Linked DNA regions of Mus musculus: region 1 is linked to region 2. A link is a contact called in public promoter capture Hi-C data. All regions are on one chromosome and are shown on one strand. Each heading gives the region's core, a stretch centred on a gene start, on an enhancer-like site or on the middle of the called end of the contact. The rest is flanking DNA. Distances are from core to core; before and after follow the strand shown. Region 1 holds the start of 1700112J16Rik (RIKEN cDNA 1700112J16 gene). Region 2 holds the start of Chsy1 (chondroitin sulfate synthase 1).

What was found. Capture Hi-C pulls out chosen DNA fragments and counts their contacts.
Region 1: a promoter capture Hi-C map of liver shows a contact between it and region 2, with 4 times the contacts expected there. The contact joins the promoter of 1700112J16Rik here to the promoter of Chsy1 in region 2. A contact is called at or near these places in 9 of 39 promoter capture datasets (the 3T3-L1 cell line, 3T3-L1-derived adipocytes, the HPC-7 cell line and 6 more), 5 of 484 Hi-C or Micro-C datasets (B cells, the Ba/F3 cell line, the HPC-7 cell line and 2 more), 1 of 115 datasets of contacts at active chromatin or transcription factors (extraembryonic endoderm stem cells) and 1 of 9 other capture datasets (liver).

What each region holds. Positions count from the first base shown.
Region 1 is chr7:67,221,193-67,224,299 of GRCm38.p6, reverse strand. It overlaps 1700112J16Rik (RIKEN cDNA 1700112J16 gene), which reads left to right and starts at 1,842. Exons shown (of 3, transcript NR_131044.1): 1 at 1,842-2,056. It overlaps Lysmd4 (LysM, putative peptidoglycan-binding, domain containing 4), which reads right to left and starts at 1,756. Exons shown (of 3, transcript NM_175215.4): 1 at 1,671-1,756; 2 at 409-691. The coding sequence starts at 681.
Region 2 is chr7:66,108,142-66,110,923 of GRCm38.p6, reverse strand. Chsy1 (chondroitin sulfate synthase 1) reads right to left here and starts at 1,432. Exons shown (of 3, transcript NM_001081163.2): 1 at 697-1,432. The coding sequence starts at 1,013.

The sequences.
Region 1 (3,107 bases), core at 593-3,092, 1.1 Mb before region 2:
GGAGAAGAGAGAAAACTCTACTAGTCAGATTAGCTACTGGCAAGCAAAGGTCAGAAAATACAAGTAGTGAGAGAAGCATGCCACAGAAACGTGTGGACTCCGCCTACCATCTCCAGCCCTAAGACCTTAAATCCAGTGTGCTCAGAGGCCACACTGTTTCATAGTGTCCCTGTGGAGGACACAGGACAAGCACACCCTGAACTGAGGTGCCCAACTAACTGACCCTTCCTGAGCCCAGAGTTCTGAATGAAGGGTACCTCCACCAGCTTCCAGCCCTGGCTAGGGAGGACTCTAGTCGCCTATGGGGGTCAGGAAGGTCCTATAGTGACCCCCGCCTATAGTGGACCCCCTCCCCCCCCCCCGTGCCTCTCTCAACCCTGGAGGGCAGAGGGACTGAGGTCAGCTTACTTTGCAGCCATACTGGAGAGCCAGCTTGTTGAGGCTGTCTTCCTGAGCCAGCTCCCGCTGCAGCAGAACCATGGTGCCTGCTCCTGGCCGTTGGCTGCTGTTCTTCTGGTGCTCCTTGCCCCGGGGTCGTAACACCACCTGATGTGACTCTTCCTCAGAGGAGTCCCCAGAGTCCCCGCTGCCATTGTTGAACATGTAAACGTGGCTGTTTGGAGTCCTGCAGACAGCAGCTGGACCTTGGAAGCTCTTGGCTAACACTTCCTTCTGCCTCATTTTCTCTTAACTGAAAATCAGACCTGGAGTTAATTCCACACAAATGCTATTCATTTTCCTCTGGCTTCCTAAAGAGGACTGTCTCGTTAGTAACTTCCTAATATTGCCAATATCAAACAAACAGCATCAGGACAGAAGGACATCCTCACACCTGTCCACCTGATACTGACACAGAATAAGATCATACTTTCCCTAAGTGCTTACTGTGTGCAAAAAAGATTCCCCACCCTTCTTCCCCACCCCCAGCTGTGCTTCCCCTAGCCCACAGAAGAAACCACTGTGTCTCAGCACTGTGTGAGGTGACAACTGTTCTCAGCTCTCTGACACTGAGAATCTTACACTTAGAATCTTTGGACAAAAACCTCATTAGGCATCCCAAGGTGTCTTCAGGGGAAAGGACAGAAGCTGGGAACAACCATAGTTCTCTTATTTTGACCCTGGCTGACGTGACCTAATTGATGAGCAATGGAAAAACCTATCAAATTTCAATTTGTCCGTTTCTCACAGTCATTCTGGACTCATTTCACCCCCACGGTCCCCTTATTGCCACCTGGAGTCAAACGCCAGAGCCACAACCAACCTTTCCCTTCCAAATGGCTGGAATGAGACTCCAGGCATTCCTGGCGGTCCCTTCTGCATGGCCCTTTAAGGGAACAGCCAACCTCAGGTATCTCCCTCTGGTCTCAAATTCTGAGCCCCTGGCACCCGGGGCGGCCAAAAGAGGCCTCAGTTTCCCTCCAATGACAGGTGGGCTGTCATTAAGCAGGAGACAAAACAAATTTCAGACGTCCCCGCCCCTGGGCCTAAACAGGCCCGGCCCCAACTTTCCAAAGAATACACATCCTGCCACTCCCGCAAGCCGGCACCAGCCCTCTGTGGACACAGGCACTGGCCCTGGATTGGCAGCCCTCCACTGAGCCCACAGTGACAGGGCCAGAAGCCCTGGCCCCCCAAGTCAACCCAGCAGACCCTGCTCCAGGTTCGGGTACCTCGCTCCCAGGCTTCACCGCCACCGCGCCCGCCGATTGGCTGCAAAAAGCAGGTCTTCCGGGGGCGGGGACTAAGAGCCAACCAATGACTTCAGAGGAGGGCGGGCCCTGGCAGAGCCGGGAGGTGCTGAGAGGTCAGAATGAGGGCGGGCCCTGATGGGCGGGGCTCCAGCGTGGACCCTGGACTTGTGCTCCTATGTCATTTATCCCAGCTGTTCCCGGTTTCCCCTTCTGAGCCAGGTATCTTGGCCTCCTCGGTGGCCACAGCTTTCTGCTAAGCCTCGGTCTTCTTCCCGGCAGGAGAGACCTTTGACCCATGTGCGTCCTGATCCGTGGCCAGGAGCGTACCCAGTACGGCGGTGCGCCACTCGAGAGGCCTGACCCAGGTAGCCTCAACCTGAATCTTCGACCCAGTATCCTTTGAGGGGCCGAATGGTTGCCAGCCCCTGCCCAGAGATAAACAGAAGTCCAGGGATGTGAAATGTTGCCCTGACAACACAGACCAGAATTGGATAAAGGAGAATATGTATCATCTGGCCAGCCAGAGCGTCCCTGCTATTTGGAAAAGGGCGGAGAACCTGTGGCATTGTTTTGTAACCAAGATTAAAATCCTTAATGGAGTAAGACTCATCCAATGAATAAGGAAGAAACTAAGTGTCGTGGGCAGGCATTACACCAAAGAATGCAGATGGCTGGCCGCTGAACCAAGGTGCTAAGCCTGTCTGGGAATCAACATTGAAACAAGAGCCCAGAAATTCTTCCTATGATTTAGAATAAAACTAAAAGTCTTACTCTAAATGTCTAAGGCCAGGAAAGCACCAGGTCATGGCCCTCTCTGCTAGCCACAGGACTCTTCTTTCTGGCTTTAAACATCTGTTTAAACATTTGTTTACTTTGCCCCCCAACCCAGGAGGTGAGCCTCGCTAATATACCCAGCACATGTGTTTCCCACTGAGGTATTTGTGGTTTGTGACAGTTTACAGGCTTGGATGAGGCTGCCTGAGAAGTATGAACGCTATGTCCCACCTATCAGAGTGGGCCAGGTGCCCAGCCACATGAACAGGTCCACTGATCTGATCCCAAGTTAGTGGAGACCCACCCCATCACCAGAGGTATCCACTCGGATATCCTTCAACCCTTGTCAAACATGTTGTCCCCTCCCAAGTCCAGCCTTCTCCTGGGATAGAGGATGCAAGGTAGCAGGGGCCAACTATTTAGCTTTCTGAATATGGCTCTGAACTCCAGGGCTAAGCAGAACTGCCATGGAATGTCGAAAGTTTTGTCTTTTAATTTTTTATTTCTTTTAAAGAGTCTAAGCCAAGCCCTTCACAAGGGCACTGACCCAGTCCCCTCTTTAAGGCTCCACCTTAAAAGCTCACTTCAGAGGGTAGGGTTTCAACAGGAAGGAAAGGGGACACAAGTCAGTCTATGGCAAGC
Region 2 (2,782 bases), core at 183-2,682:
TCTAAAACCATCTCCTTTTCTAAAGGCAGCTTTGGCTAATCCCTTTGTTAATCCTGAACATGATCGCTGCCACTTCTACTGACTCCTTTAGCCTACTAGGGCCCAGTTACTTCCTACCACGCATACGCCTTGGTGGCTGCGCTGGGGAACACCAGGCTGCAGTCTTACAATGACTAAATCGATCACACAAACTGTTTTTCCTCAAGGTTCTTTTTCTCTACTTAACAAACCAGAGTGTTGCTCAAAGGCAGAGTGGAAACGCTCACCAAAAGTGAGAATCTTAAAGTACAGTACGGAGGAGCCCTAGCCAGGTTAATTTAAGCGGGCTCTCCCTTCGAAATGACAAAGTGCCTATTTTAGAGACTCAAATTATAACTCTGCCTCCACTATCGCAGGTACAACATTGAATTTCGCCACCACCTTATGGGGGAGACTCGTTCCTTTTAACAAAGAAGTCTTGAACACAGAAAGCTTACGTGTCTCCCTGGAGATGAGGTTGAGAGGCACACACACTGAGGCCAGCGTACTCAATCCCAAAGCCTTGCCCTTGAGAGATGCTCACCATCCTAAGCCCTGCTGCCTTTGCGCTGAGCCGCTGGCAGCTACCAGAGAAGCCTCCGGGGAACCCGTAACGCCGCCCGCCCGCCAGCCAGGATGCCGGATGCAGGCGATGGCATCCACGAAAGGGGGGCTCACCTGTAGGCGGCCACGGCGCGGGTCTGCAGGTATTTCTGGGCTGTCATGACTCCCACGAAGAGAAAGTTCCTGTCGCGCGGGACGCCCTCCGCGGCCGAGCCCTGCGGCCAGAGCTGCGCCCCGCGCGCATCGCCGCGCGCCCCGCCGGGCTGCGACGCCTCCTGCCCTGGCCGGCATCCCTCGGGACTGGGGCGCCGCCGCGGGCCCACTCGCTTCAGCTCCGAGGCGCGGGGCAGGACGAGCCGCGAGGCCAGCACGAAGCCCAGCACGAGCCCGAGCAGCATGCTGAGCCAGGCGCGCCGGCCGCGCGCGGCCATGCCCGCGCCCCTCCGCCCGCCGGGCCGCTGTCCCGCTGTCCCCGCCGCAGGCTCCGCGCGCCCTCAGCCCACCGCCCCCGCCCGCGGAGGCCAGCCCGCCCTAGCGCCGCCAGGCCCGGCCCGGGCAGCGCCGCGGCCGCCGCGGGCCCGCCGCGCCCATCGCGGCTCCCGAGCCGCCCGCAGGCCCCGCGCCGGCGCTTTGTTCCGCGCGCCCGCCCGCACCGCCGCGGCCTGCGCCTTTAAGAGGGGACCATGCCCCGCGCGCGCGGCCGGCGACTCCGGCGCGAGGCGACAGCGGCTCCCGCGGCTCGCGTCCCCCGGCTGGCTCGGCTCGGCTCGCGCTGCGCCCGCCCTCTCGGTGCCCTGCGCCGCCTCTGCAGCTGCACATCCTCCGGCTTAGCGCGCCATTGCAAAGGAGCCCCTCACGTCACGCACCGCGCGTTAAGAAGCGGCCCGCCGGCGGCGTGCCGTGGCCCCTCTCGGGATCCGTCCGCGCCTCGTGATTGGCGCAAAAGTGAATGGGGGGCAGTTCACGTGGCCAAAGTTTAACCAAAAAAAAAAAAAAAAAAGCACCCGCCCCGCAGTCTGCGGCCAGGCAGGAGGGGCGTGGGATAGCATCGACGACAGCGGGGCGGGCGTCCCTCCAACCCCCACTGCCCGGTACCCGCGGCCACGCCCCCGTCGCCAGCATTGGGAGCCGGCGGTCCGGCACCGCACGTGGACTGAGTTGACCGGCTCCCCAGATGCCCCGAGAGCCGCCACGCCCTTCCCTCCCCGGGCCGACCTCCCGACTCGGTGGCCAGGACAGCGGGGTCCACACTGCAGCTTTGTACGCTGCAGGCGGGGCTGGAGCCACACACGGCCACAGTTCACCTAGGAACGCTAGGGGATTTGCGGGCTGGGGAGCGAAACGTGAATTCGCTAAGTAGCTAGGGCTGCCCTCGAACTCAGAGAATCTGAGATCTGTCTCTGCCTCTCGAGCGCTGGGCTTAAAGGCGAGCGGCACCAAGCCCGGCATATTAGTTTTTTAAATGGATATTGAAGAGATGGGTGGGTGAGTTACCACTAGATGATAAATACCTGTATTTAGTCCCAGTGAGCAGAGAGCTGGTTAGTACCCCCCTCACCTAAGTCTGTCAGTATTTTTAAGAGTAGATTTATAAAACGGATATGGATTGTGTACGTGGTGTGGGGGATGGGTTCTCGGGAGCCATACACCTAGTTTTTTGAAACAGGATCTCTTACTATTCTGGAGGTCTCCAAGTAAGTTAGGCTCGCTGAATGGATTTTTAAGTTGGATACCAGTTTCCCTATATTTGCTCTGTCTTAACTTTTATACGTTTTGTTAAAAACGAAAGCCCTTCAACTTGGGTGCCCACATGACAAATGTTTGTAAATACCAATTTTATTTCTTAGTCACCAATGTGTTAGGATTATAATCGCAAAGTAGCCACTTGGACCTGCTCTAATAGAGCCCAGGTGCTAGCTGAAGCTGCAGATCGTTTTGAACTCCAGATCCTCTTGCTTATGGAACTGGAGTCACCTGAATTCCAGGCCTGTGTGCTACCAGCCCTGGTGCCAGGGATCAGCCACTGGACCTCTGATACACTGGGCCAGTACTCTATCCTCTGAACTACGGTCCCAGAGCCTAAGAAGTTCTCATTTAATCAATCAAAGAAACAAACAAAAAGATAGAAAATGGGGCTGGAGAGATGGCTCAGCGGTTAAGAGCACTGACTTCCAGAGGTTCAATTCCCAGCAACCACATG